Regions from separate parts of the Sus scrofa genome. Here region 1 is linked to region 2. A link is a contact called in public HiChIP or PLAC-seq data. All regions are on one chromosome and are shown on one strand. Each heading gives the region's core, a stretch centred on a gene start, on an enhancer-like site or on the middle of the called end of the contact. The rest is flanking DNA. Distances are from core to core; before and after follow the strand shown. Region 1 overlaps LOC102164818 (a long non-coding RNA gene). Region 2 overlaps LOC102164818 (a long non-coding RNA gene).

Region 1 (6,602 bases), core at 2,171-4,670, 88 kb before region 2:
GAACCATGAGGTTGTGGGTTCGATCCCTGGCCTCGCTCAGTGGGTTAACGATCCGGCGTTGCCCTGAGTTGTGGTGTAGGTTGCAGACGCAGCTCGGATCCGGCATTGCTGTGGCTGTGGTGTACGTCAGCAGTCATACCTCTGACTAGACCCCTAGCCTGGGAACCTCCAAATGCTGCGGGTGTGGCCCTAAGGAAAAAAGAAATGGTGAAACCATGTAAATATTTTTTGGCATGAAAGGAAAAAATTTTCCAATCAGACACCATGTTTTGAGTCCCAAAGCTCCCTTTACGACATGATGGTAATAGCTTACATTTAGTCAGGCTGTGTCACCTGCCGTCCGAGTACCCATATATCAAAGCCATGAGCTGGATGTTATGGTTATCACTTCCACTCTTCAGATGCGGAAACTGAGACACAAAGAAGTTAAGTAACTTGCCCATGGTCTCATAAATGGCAAAAGGCAACGTTCTAAGCCCAATTTCTAGAACCCCTGCTGCTACTCAGGCAACGGTGTGCAGGCACCCACGTGTATGGAGCACCTCCTGGATTCCAGGCTCAGCTCAAGTACAGAGATGCTTGGAACCCTCATCCTGTCTCTCCGAGGCAGGTCGTATCAACCCCATTTTGCAGATGAGGCAGCCAAGGCTCCAAGAGGGGCTGCACTTGGCACAGAACGCAGTGAAAGCCCCTGATGATCTGGGGTCCTGTGGTCAAGTTCAGTCCCAGTGGGCAGGACCTACAACTACCCCGTGGTCATCATATGATGGGATTCAGGCTCTCACATACCATTCACAATATTTGGGGGCTCGGGATTTCAGGACCTCAGGTTGGGCTGTGACCCCTAACTTGGTCGTTTCCAGAATTTAATCATCAGGACATTCATAAATGTCACAAGTAGGACGCCATTGAGTTCAGAGACCTGAAATCTCTGCTAGAGACCTGTGCCCTTGCAGCCTCTATCAGCTCACTGCCCAGCACCTGTGAGTCTTGACCCACAGACAGTAAGGAATCTGGCAAACGTACACCCATCGCCCCCAAACTTCTCCAGCTCGTCTAAATGAACATTGTGTAAGACCACTGTGGTGGACATTGGTTGTTTTTAAACCACATCTGTTCCTCTTTTGGCATTAACATTTTTATTTTCCTTTAAGAAAGACAGTAGATTAAAATATTGCTTTTGGAGTTCCCGCCATGGCTCAGTGGGTTGGGGATCTATCTGACTGAAGCTGCTTGGGTCGCTGAGGAGGCGCAGATTTGGTCCCTGACCCGATGCATTGGCTTAGGGGATGGGGCATTGCCACAGTTGTGGCATGGGTCTCGGCTGTGGCTCGGATTCGATCCCTGGCATAGAAACTTCCCTGTGCTGTGGGTGAAGCCATAAAAAGTAAAATAAAGTAAAAGTATTGCTTCTAGTTCTTCACTCCCATAGAGCAGGATTATACATTGTACCTGTCACCCCGTGGTTCTTCATTTGTTCCCAGTAGAGCTGCTAGAGTTTAGCCCCTGCCCCCCCCATGGCACTGTTGTTGGACTTGGCCAAGACTGACCAGTGGGATGTGCGTGGACACGAGGGAAGCAGAGGGTCTCTCTGTGCTTGTGTGGTTTGGGCTTCTGTGCGCCTGTCATCCAAGATGAGAAAATCATGTCTCCTGGTCCACGCAGGATGAGGAGCACGTGGCCCAGACCCAACTCAACCTGGAGCCTGGAGCCAAGCCCAGGCGACCCCAGCAGAGGCACAATTTGTCCTCCAATTTGTGAGCATGAAGGAAAAAAAAAAATGCTTGTTAGTGTAAGCCACTGGGTTTGGTGGTTGTTAACCAGAATTAGTGCAGTAGCCGCCAGTTCCTACAGGGAAGCATCCCCTTCCATCCTCAGTTGCTTGGATGGAGCTTGGCAGCACCCAGGGGGGAGACCGTGGCTCAGGTGCGGTCAGCAGATGTCCCTGTGCTGCTGACTCTCCACTGCCACCCCCTCCCACCCACTCTCTGCCCTGCTCCCACCTGCCCCAAGCCCGGGGCCCCTCTTTCCCCTGCCGTTCCCACTGGGCTGGCAACACTACTGCCTTTCCTTGTCCCTCAGGCCAACAGCAGGTGCCAGATTCTCTCTGAGATCCTCCCCGCTGCCTCCACACCCCTCTCGGCTCCCTAACACCCCGTGTCTCAGTGAACAGACCAAGGAGTATTTTATATTCAGAACCACCCCCTCCGCCCCAGAGTTCCCATTGTGGCTCAGCAGGTTAAGAATCCCACATAGGGTCCATGAAGATGTGGGTTCAATCCCTGGCCTTGCTCAGTGGGTTAAGGATCCAGCGTTGCCGTGAGCTGTGGCATAGGTCTCAGATGCAGCTCGGATCCAGCGTTGCTGTGGCTCTGGCGTAGGCTGGCAGCTGCAGCTCTAAATCAACCCCTAGTCTGGAAACTTCCACATGCCACAGGTGGGGCCCTAAAAAAAAAAAGAAAGAAAGAAAGAAAAAAGAATCCCCCCTCTACCGGGATTCAGTCTGGTCCAGTATCACATTCCTGATTCTAGCTCCTGGATGCCCTTCATTTTTTCCCCAGTTGACAAAATGGGGATTATTCTTTGCCCTTTCAAGACTGTAGAGAGAGAAACAGTGCCCAGCCTTGTGCTTGACTCATGGGGGTTGCAAGATGGCTCATCTCTCCCTGCCCATCTTGCTGTGGCCGCCATCTAATGTAGTGCCAGGCGCTTGCTAAAGTGTTAATAAATATTTGCAGTTTGAAAAGCTCGATGGTAGATTTTCTTCCTTTGACCTTTCGATTATTTTCCCTCTTGAAATAGCAGAATAAGGCCCCTAGTGCTATGGTGACAGTCTCTGTAGAAATCCATAGCTTGTTCTCAGCACACCCACGGATGCCAGTGGGAGGCTGGCATAGATTTGGACCAATGGAGAGAGGGTTTATTTAGCCTTGTCCTGGTTACAAAGAACATTTTTTTTTTCTTTCAAGCGGACCTTCCTGTCCCCAATTCAGCCTCACCTAGGTCTCTGCTAATGTGGGTTAATTTTCCAGCAGCTCCTAGAAAGAGTATATTTCCAGTCTCTCCTGGGACAGACAGGAGTTTCAACCAGGATAAAGCAAGTTTCAGCGGAGAACATTCAGAACCTGCCGAGGAGTCAGGCTGCTCTGATCACATTCCTGCCAGGGGGTGGGAGCGTGTTTGCCTGGAACGAGTCGTCCTTTCGGATGCTGTAATCTGAGCTTAGAAATAGACTTGTGTTGCTCCCAGAAATCCCTACTGTTTTGGCCTTTTCTTTGTCAGGCTTGCTCTGGTCAAGGTTGAGCATCTAGGTTTAGGAATGGAGGTCGTTTACTGAAACCAGAGAGGCTCTGTCCCTTTAAGAGGGTCCTTGAGGAGGGACAGTCAGAGAATCACAGAGATGAGGGCCAGATGGCCAGTAAACAGGATGGCAGTGAGCTGGGGAGAGGACCAGCTGGGCCATCCGCTTTAGTAACCTTGCACTGGAGAAGACCTCAGCCGGTAGCTGCAGATGGAAGACGTGGGTGAGGGCTGCACCCTCTGATCCAGGGACCTCAGGGTGGTTTGACCGGCCCCACCTTCTGCCTGAATGAGGACTCAGCGTTCTAGAGCTGGGAGACAATGGGAAAGCAATAGAAAAAAAAAAATACGAGCTGTGGGTTCAGACAGATCTGAGTTCAAATTCTAGCCATGTTCCCTGGATGGTGATGGAATCTGAGTTTCCACTTCCTCATCTGTAAAATGGGATGATGATCCCGTCTCACAAATACACTGTGAGGCAGCTACCCGTAATGGCTAGAGTTCAGTGCATGGGGTAAAGCTCAGGAAATTTTTGTCAGCATACTAGTAACTTTTTAGCCAAGAGGGGCATAAGGTAAAATTTTCTCTGAGAGTCTGGAGTCCTGGCAATTTAAAAGAGAAATCCCCAAATTCCTTAAATACCTTACTTAGGATGCAAGCGTATCATTTAGGACTGACTGGTTTGTCAGCTACCCATAACAGAAAACCTGGATAAAAGTGGCCTAAACAAGATAAAGATTTACTTTTCTCTCATATGAAACCGCAAACAGTCAAGGACTGACTCTCTGGCCAAGGCTTTTTCCATCTTTTTGTTCTGCTGTCCTTAAAGTGTGGCTTCCATCATCAAGGTGCATTGCATGGTCATAAATGCTGCCACAGATCCAGCCATCATACCCACATTCCAGGTGCCAGCAAGGAGAAAGAGAAGTACAAGATTGTGCACTTCTCAAATGAGTCAATATTAAAACAAACAAAACCAACAGACAAATAAAAACTACCAGAAATTCCATCCAGTGATTTCTGCTTATAGCTTATTGGCTGCCCTACAGTGAGGGAGCTAGGAAATGTACCAGATGAGTGGACACCCCCAATAATACAGGGGTTCTGTTAGTTAGAAGAAATGGGAGAATGTTGTCCCTGCCAGAGTCAATGCTGAGCCTCTTCAGTTTCACTAGAAAGAGTTGCCTGGGCCAACACTGGGAATATTTTCCCAAGAACCAAAAGCATCTTGAGAACCTGAACCTCCATAGGTTGTCAGCAAAGGTTAATTCCTGTCCCTTCCAACCTCTCATTGTCCCTACCACTTCCATGTTAGAGAAGCTAACATTATCTTACATCCAACTTCATACGATATGTAGATTTTATGAATCAGAAAAGTTCAGAGTCAGAAGCTCAGGTGAATTACACATGGGTTCCAAGCAGAGAATTTACTGAAATCCTAAGACGAACTGCTGAATACTTTGCATTATCTCACACCTGTGTACCTTATCAGCTGCATTAGTCATCCATCACTGTGTAACAAATGACCCCCAAGCTTAGTGACTTAGGAAACAACATGAGTTTATTTCCTCACAGTTTCTGTGGGCCAGGAATCTGGGTGTGACTAAGCTGGGTCCTCTGGCTCAGGGCTTCTCACAAGGCTGCAACCCAAGTTATCCACTGAGGCTGCAGTCATCTCAAGGCTCAACTCAGGGTGACTCTGCTTCCGAGATCACTCACGCGCTTGTTGGTAGGATTTAGCTCCTCGCTTGCTGTTGGCAAGAGGCATCCTCAGTTTCTTGTCCCTAGGGCTTCTCCATAGGGTAGCTTACAGTGTGGCAGCTTGCTTCATCGGAACAAGCAAGCAAGAAAACAAGAGGGGAGTCTTTTAGAACCGAATCTTGGAAGTGGCAGCCCATTGCTATCTTAATCTATTGATTAGAAACAAGTCACTAGCTCCAGCCCAAACTAAAGAGGGGAGAGGGAACATTTTAGAAGCACCAATCAAGGCCGTACTGCATCGCTCACCTTCACTCTCAGGGTTCCTGATCCAGGAGCTGGGCTTCCATGAATAAGCCCAGCTCCTTCCTACCACAGGGCCTTTGTATGTGCGATTCTGTCTGCTTGGTAGGTAGCTCTCCCTCCCTATCTAGTTATACTCATTTTCAGAATTCCTCTCCAGCCTCTTTTTTTTTTTTTTTTTTGCAAGAAAACCTTTCCTGACCACCCTTCTCCTGAGTCCCTGGAAGGAGGGGTTCCTGGAACATCACTCAGCCCTGGGTCACCTTCAAACAGAGGCCTGGATCCGGTTCTCCCTCTTTTATGGTTTGCTGCAATGGGACCCTTTAGCAGTAGCTGTAATCCTCAAACAGAGAGACTTTGAATGGAGCTTACAGATTCTTGACGTCTCATACTGGGCTGCCCCAGAAGTCAAAACGGGGAAGAGATGAATCCCTATTTCAGCTGAGAGATGGATCCCTTTGGCCAAGATGCTTTTATGAACTGTATTTGTTCATTCATTCACTTGTGATGAGTATGAACTCACGTGCGGGATACATATAAAATATAAATTTCTTTTTTATATCTATTAAGTTCAGTTTCTAATTTTGAGTTGCCATTTGGCTGGAGTGGGTCACAGATGAATCACAGTCCATCCACCCCCTCCATTCCTAGCCGTTGCATCTCTGCTTGGTGTGCAAAGGTGAAGGAAGGAAGGCCACTGGTCACTGATGTCACCTTCAGTGGCACTTATCATTCAGAGCCATTGGTAAACTCAGGTCCTGTGGAACTGTCCCTTATTCTTAGCTTCAACCTGTCTCAGATCAGGTGACTCTGTGACCTCTGTGACATTCTGGGGCTCACAGGAATCATTGTATTACTTCTTATGTCTCACAGGATTGTGGGAAACTCTGTGAGATGTCTAAGTTCCCTATTGCCTACATGCCACGTGGATACTTTGGCTCTTTGGGGCCTTCCTTCCTCCCTGGGGGTCCCCCTTCCCTTCTGCTTGGAGATCCTACAGGTTGTCCCTCTGGGGCAACTGCCTTTGTCCCCACATCTGGCCCTGGAAGCAGAGCTCACAGTCCTTATTAGCTGGAGCAGAGACTTTCTCATTCCTCCCCCTCCCAGTCCTTTTCTGTACAGCCCAGGGGACATTTTTCTGGCCAGCAGAGGGGCGGGGAGCACCTTTCTCTCCTTGTGTCTTCCTTCAAATGTTTTTAAGCCCTGAGTTCTTTCCAATCTCCCAAGAATCCCGTCTTGGAAACCCAAAAGCCAAAAAAGACTCCTGACGCCGAGTGATAAGTGACGCCAGAGGGTGTGGA
Region 2 (7,114 bases), core at 1,713-4,212:
TTTTAAACGAATGCAAACTTTGCAAGCTCCAACTTGCTGCAGGCTCCTAAGGAAGTGGCCGAAGCCTAAGAACCAATTCCAGAGAGTAGAGGGTTGCAATCCTTAGAGTCATAAAGATCTGGGTTCAAATCCAGCCTGACCACGTTCTAGCTCCATTCCTCTGGAGTTACTGACTGGTACTGAGACCCGGTTTCTCTATTCAGTTAGGGAAAATAAGGCTCACCTCTCAAGGTCTCCATGAGGTCTAAATGTGATGAGATTATTCAGAGGTGCCTGGTTGTGCCTAGTTTACACAAGTTTCCCCCTCGCATCCAATCTGGGGCATCTTATCTAGGTCACTTTAGGAGACAGCCAGGCATTATCTGACAGATATAGAGTCACAGGGCACTGGAAATAAATTCACTCCATCCAGACGCTTAGAACATACCCTACACTCCTAGAATTTCTTTATCATTGACTTCATTCCCCCAAAGGGATCTGAGATAGTTTACTACAAAGGGTGTTCAGATACACCACTGTTGATAAAATAAGAGTAGGAACAATAACAGCTAATGTTTACAGAGCGCTTCCTATATACCAGGTGCTGAGCTAAGTGCCTTACTCACGTTAATGTTTTTCCAAAGATGAAAAAAAACAAAAACAAAAGCATAAACAATACTCTGGCAAGCAGGTGAAAATAGTTTTGCTGAGCATTGCTGGCCCATTTCTGGCTTTAATGGCAGCGCAACCCCAAGTTCTGGGTCATGGTTATAAAATACATTGTTTCGATGGCAGAAAAAAATAAGGGGATTTGGGCTAGGGAGCTTTAGAGTCATAATAACAAAAATAATTTTTCCTCCAGGAGTCCCCGCAGTAAAAGTGTTTCTGTAGCTGGGAGTTCACAGCTGCCGTAAAACCTAAATGTCAGCAACTCCCGTGGTGTTGGATCACGTGCTACCCCGCTTACAGCCAGCAGCCCTGACATCGGGGCCAAGCATCTCAGGTATTTTTTTATCCTCTTCATCGTCTTCTCCAGCCAGTGTTATGACGAAGTCTCTGTAAGCAAATGTTAGAACTTCAAAGCCATTCACCTCTCACCCTTGCGGTTCCCTCAGGGGCCCCCGAAAAGCCAATTGTATACCATTAAATTATCTATCAGGTTATGGCCATTTTGCACAATGGATACTCGCACTGCAGGAGAGAAGCCTGTGGTGAGGACTCAAGGTCCCTCGGAGCTCCCTGGCAGCCCATTCCCAAAGGGAAACTCGGTGAAGTCAGAGGGAGCTTTTCTTCCCTAAAGAAGGAAGCATACACTCTAGGGTTGGTGCTCTGGCTTGGCTCCTTTGAAGTGGGTGCCTTCCAATAGGCTTTGGGCTGATTGTTTGCTTTTTACCCTTCTGGCTGTGGCTTCTATGACATGAACACGGGATCTGCCTGCTCCACTTGGTGCAGAATGCCTGGAGGATTTGACAGCCCCTGGGCTCCCCTCCCATCACCCCCAGAATGTACCAGGCTCTGTCTACATGCACAGATTCCACACACACTGGTGCAAGGAATCTTGACCAGTCTCCCGTGAGGTAGACCGTACAGTCCCCCTTTGACAGATGAAGAAGAGGAGGCTCAAAGAGATCAGGGGAGCTGTCCAATCACACAGACTGCAAGTGGCGGAGCCTGGGCCAGACACCAGGTCTCCTGACTTTACTATAGCTTCAGAGAGGCACAAAGACGGGCTTAATCACACACAGGGAGCGGGTCCCAGAGCTGGGACTCAAACTCAGAGCTCTAGACTCCGAGATCAGCACTCGCCCCACAACACTACCCAACCTCCTAGTTTCCATGCATTTGTGTAATAAATATTTGCTGCCCACCTGCCAGGCATCAGGAGCTACTGGAGGTCCTGAGGATGCAGCTGTGAGCAAGACAGACAGGATCTGTGTTTCTTGGGCTCACCTTCCAGTGGAGGAGAGAGACACTAAATAAGGAAGCTGCTTCATGGACTTGCAGAATAGACTTGTGGTTGCCGAGGGGGAGGGAGCAGGGTGGTCGGGGAGCTTGGAGTTAATAGATACACACTATTGCCTTTGGAATGGATGAGGAAGGAGATCCTTCTGTGTAGCACCGGGAACTATGTCTGGTCACTTATGATGGAGCATGATAATGTGCGAAAATAGAATGTGTACATGTATGTGTAACTGGGTCACCATGCTGTACAGTAGGGAAAAAATCGTATTGGGGAAATAACTATTAAAAAATAATAATAAATAAGGAAGCTGATAAGTTGACACAGGCATGGTGGCGGGAGTCTCACAGAGGAGATATGCAGGGGCAGTGGAGGGAGGAAGGGGTGAAAGGGGTCATTGCCGTAGGCTGGAGGTCAGGGAGGGCTTCTCTGAGGAGGTGACGTTATCTGAGAACTGCATGACAAGTAGGAGGCAGACAGGGAAGAGAGAACAGGACAGGGGAGGACCTGGAGGTGTGAAGGCACTGTGACAGGCATTGATACAAGGGTGGTGTAGCTGGAAGGTCGTGAATGAAGACGAGAAGGGCTGGGGGTGAAGCCAGAGGCCTTGAGGACGCATGGAGGGGAGGGGCTGAATAGTTTCCTCTGAGCAACACAGAGACACTGAAGCTTTTAGGCATGGAAGTGACACGACCAGATGATTTGCATTTTAGAAAAATCACTCTTAGCCTCTGCTACTGTGTGTGTGCCCCGGGCAGGGGTGGGGGAAGTGGGGGCTGAGGGTGTTGGGGCGGGGGATCAAGGAAGCCAGTGAGATGCTGCTGTGGGGGCCCCAGCATGTCTGGACTAGGGTGATGGTAACAAAAATGGAAGAAGGGGGCAGATTTGGGTCACGCCTAAAAACAAAATTATCAGGACCCACGGATGGCTTGAAAGTGAGCCGCAAGGGAGGGGGAGGTGTTCAGAATGACTTCCAGGCTCTGGGCTCAAGCACGCCAGGTGCAGAGTAGACCTTCTATTTTGGGGCTGTTAGAACAGGACTGCGAGGGCGGGGCTGGTGGAAGATCAAGTGCCCTGCTGGGAGGCTTGAGTCTCAAGTCCCACCCGCAGCAGGAGTCCTTCCAGCAGCAGCAACCAGACCCCACCGCCCACGGAGCAAGCAGATAACAGTCCCCACTGTGCCTGGAGCCTTCTGGGAGCCTCAGCCAGCCTGGCCCTACTGCAGCCAGGGCACTGCACTCTCTAGATTGGGTTCCTGGAAAAACTGTTCAATTATTGATAAGGCGCCCTCCTGACATCACTGAAAGATGACGAGGCTCTCTCCTCGCTTAAGTAGTGCCTTTCTGCCCTGCAGAACCTGGTCCTTCAGCCCCACAGCTGGATTATGGGGGAAGCAGGGGCGGGGGCAGTGAAACAGTTGAAATGCAGCCATAAGAAAAGCACTCAGCACGTTATAATAATAATGACAATACTGTAATAACTGACATTTTCTGAACACTGGCTATGTGCCAGGCAGGGTTCCCAGGAGCCCCATGCTTCTTAAGGACTCTAAGAAGGAAGTGCTCTCGTTACTCCCATTTTACAGGTAAAAAAAACTGAGGCAAACGGAGGTTAAGTAAGGTCACCCGGCTTGCAAAGGGCAAAGCCAGGTTTAGACCCCAACAGTCTGGCTCCAGAGTCTCTGGAAACCTCTGTTGCTCTGAACTATCTCCATGTGCCAACCCAAGTGGGGAGCTGGAACTCATATCAGAGGGGGCTACTCTGTCTTTCTTCATTTAAAATGAATCCATTAGGTAGAACAATGTGGAAAACTTTTAACTAAGCTTCCATTTGGGGCTTATATTCACTACTTTGCCTCATTTGATTTACTAGCCCCCTATGAAATTGGGAATCTTGTAGTGCCTTTTAAAAAAAAAAATTGTTTTGGCCACACCCACAGTATGAAAGTCCCCAGGCCAGGGATGGAATCCGAGCCACAGGTGCAATCTATGCCGGATTCTTAACCCTCCGTGCCACAGTGGGAACTCCTTGTCAAGCCTGTTTTACAGAAGAGAAACTGAGGTTGTGAGACGTAAGAGGTTTTATCACGGGCTAGACAGCTAGGAAAGGACAGACCTGGAATTTGACCCTTGGTCATTTAAGTCCAAGGGCAGAGACCTCTAACTTCACTGCATGGCTACATATATGTATATTCTATCTATAAATAGCTCGAATTCCTTGAAAAGAATCTTCTTGTTTGGATTCAGAGCTATGAAGCACATCCAGTGGAGTGGACCTTCTGAGTGTGTCCATCCCCACAGAGGAAGCTCAGTGAAACTCCAGCTCGAATTCCTGTTGCTTCCATGTTTTCCTTTCTCTGATCTTGAGGGTGTGCCTATCTTTTCATGGCCTCAGAAGAAAGGAAGCTAAACCCTAGACCCATTTCTCTAACCTTCCATCAACTTTACTGCTTCCAAATGTTCTATTGTGGAGTTCCTGTTGTGGTGCAGTGGAAATGAATCCGACTAGGAACCATGAGGTTTCAGGTTCAATCCCTGGCCTTGCTCAGTGGGTTAAGGATCCAGCGTTGCCATGAGCTGTGGTGTAGGTCGCAGACGTGGCTCAGATCTGGCGTTGCTGTGGCTTTGCTGTAGGCTGGCAGCTGTAGCTCCAATTTGACCCCTAGCTTGGGAACCTCTAAATGCTGTGGGTGTGGCCCCCAAAAGCAAATAAATAAATATTCTACTGTTTCTCTTTATTTTGCTGTCTTCAACTGTTTTCAGTATCCCTCCTCTTCTTCTCTTGCCTCTTTCCTTTGTTGTTCAACCAATGACCTTTACAGAGGACGTGCCCAGCAGCTGCAGCTTCGGTATTGCAAAAAGATCACCCATAGTGGGGCCCCATAGCCCTGCTAAACTCCCAAACCTGCCCTTGACTAAGTCTGTGGCGTTGGGCAAGTTCTTTCCCCGCTCCCAGCCTCAATATCCTCATCTGTAAAATGGGTTCATCATACAATCCATTCCACATGGGTTGCCACAAACAGAAAAGCTGGTCGCGGCTGTGAAAGGATCTGACTTGGAACGAGGTGTGCAACCAGTGCTCAGTGAATGTTGATGGACCCTGAGACTTTGGGAGAGAGAGGAGATAGAAGGAGCAGGGGCAGGGGCTGCCCTTGAAGAGCACTCTGCCTAGAAGGAGAGATAGGGCAGAAATCAACAGGGCAGACTGTGAGAAGGGTGCAGGAAAAGGCACTTAAAGGCATTGTCATGGAAATGCCTTAGGTTCTATAGAACAGCCTAGAAACACATTCCTCCCTCTCTCTCTCTCTTTCTCTCTCTCTGAGGGGTCAGGCAGATGTTTTTCTAGGGCAGATTCAAATCTGCCCTGAATCCTCAGTAAAATAGGGCAGAAGGTAATGAGCAGGAATCACGGCAGTACTACCTGTAATTGAGGCCAGCAGGTTTAGAAGCAGCAGAAAGCTCCATTGGGCTGATCTCATCCACGGGCAAGAGCCAGAGATTCAGATCTGCCCTAAGTCCCCACTCTGCCACTTCCTACCTGTGTGACTTTGGACACGCATCCCTCGACCCGAAAAACCTCAGGCCCATCACCTATAAAATATAGCGAACAGTAATTTTTTTTTTTTTTCTATAATCAGGACTGCTTTGAGGATTGAGAGAACTATGTGCAAGTTCAGGGCATATGGAATAGGCATCACAAGGACCAGCTTTTTAACTTTTGTTCTGTTTTTTTTTTTTTTTTTTTTTGGTGAGTGGGGGTGTTTTGGGGGCTCTTCTGAGACAGGTGCCTTTAACTGTCCATTTCGAATTTTGTGAGCTCCCTTCGCAGAACAACTAAAGGGTAGGCGCTTGACAATTTCATGTTTCCAGTACTCAGAGGAAACTGTCAGAAATTGGTGTGCTTTGAATCAATGGGATCAGGCCAATTATGAGAGAGCCAGGCTCCTGCATCCAATTTAGAGTTGCTTTCGGAGGCATCGTCTGTCCAGCCCAGTCTCATGGTCCTATTACAAGGGGGTGGGGGTGGGGCTGGGGGTTGGGAAGGATATCCATGGGTGCTTTAGTTGGTAGCAGCCCTCAAACTGGGATGAGTACCCTGAACAGGCCAGCACCATCAGTGATGTTCAGAGCTTCACAAAGCACATACACACAGAGAGGCTCCGCTGAGCTCATTCATGCAGTCAGCTCATGCATATGCATGAGTTACTGTTCAATGACCAATCAAGGGACACCTTCTGAGCAGGAAAGGAAAGAGCATTAAGCCAGGGAAGTAGAACTCTGCTCAAATCCAGGTGCTGCCTCTTTCATCTCCCTGAGCCTCAGTTTCCTCACTTGTAAATAAATAAATAAATAAATAAATAAATAAATAAAAAAGCAGGGATAATAACTGGGGCTGTCGGGACTTTTAAATTAGAGAACTGATAGGAAAATGACCTGCTGCAGCACTTAGAAAGTGGTAGGGGCTTAATAAATGCCAGTTAAATTGGAGTCTGCTGAGGACTCCAGGGACATAAAGATTTAACGAATTTTGGGGGGAATCCCATAGTATGTCAGTCTCATGTCAGGTACTGGGCATACGGAGATGAATAAAACATGCCATTGTGGGGTCTGTATTTTAAACAGTAGGACACACGCATACAAACATCAGGAGAGACAGCACAGAAGTGAAATTTATGCCAGGTTTGAAGGACATGAGTGGGTTTATAGTCAGAGACTATAAGCTTACAAAGTCCTCTGTGACTGTTTCTGGCTTTTAAGAGCATAAAGCCACAGAGAAAAAATGGGATTCAATAGTCAACTTAATTTGAGTTGCTTAAGAGACTCCATCCAAAGTGTGGAGCGACTGAAGCTGATGTCAGGTGCCCAGTTTGGCCCTCCTGAGTCTAGCCGTGTACCAGCCACCCAAAGCCACAATCCCAGGACCAGGCCACCATCACTAAGATCCTAAACTTCTCTTTGCTTCTGAATCTCCAGTTCTAGGGGGGCGACCGCCTCTCTGTGGTTCCAGCTGAGAACCAGTGTTCCAGAAATCTTCCCTGCGCCTATCCAGACCCTCACTCCATCCCCCTTGACCCTTCTCTGTGTCCAGGGAGGCTGATCTTGGATGGAATCAATGAAGCCCCTTACCCTCTAGTTCCTGGTTGGGCTCAAACAATGGGGATGCTGAACAGGAGGC

The links. HiChIP or PLAC-seq counts read pairs in DNA pulled down with a chosen protein or histone mark.
Region 1: a contact with region 2 is called in an H3K27ac HiChIP or PLAC-seq map of skeletal muscle. The contact joins two enhancer-like sites. A contact is called at or near these places in 1 of 5 promoter capture datasets (fetal liver), 4 of 47 Hi-C or Micro-C datasets (fetal heart ventricle, fetal liver and skeletal muscle) and 2 of 2 datasets of contacts at active chromatin or transcription factors (alveolar macrophages and skeletal muscle).

The regions. Positions count from the first base shown.
Region 1 is chr16:50,610,924-50,617,525 of Sscrofa11.1, reverse strand. The region is part of intron 4 of LOC102164818 (a long non-coding RNA gene); the gene reads left to right. Among named protein-coding and RNA genes, the nearest start is that of CPEB4, 120 kb to the right of the region's middle. Within about 2 kb of position 3,420, at least 10 of the 83 cell types and tissues checked have an H3K27ac peak or open chromatin away from gene starts, as enhancers often do. A contact at or near this core is called in skeletal muscle, where this site is marked.
Region 2 is chr16:50,521,764-50,528,877 of Sscrofa11.1, reverse strand. It overlaps LOC102164818 (a long non-coding RNA gene), which reads left to right. Exons shown (of 11, transcript XR_002339638.1): 9 at 842-982. Among named protein-coding and RNA genes, the nearest start is that of CPEB4, 26 kb to the right of the region's middle. Within about 2 kb of position 2,962, at least 8 of the 83 cell types and tissues checked have an H3K27ac peak or open chromatin away from gene starts, as enhancers often do. A contact at or near this core is called in skeletal muscle, where this site is marked.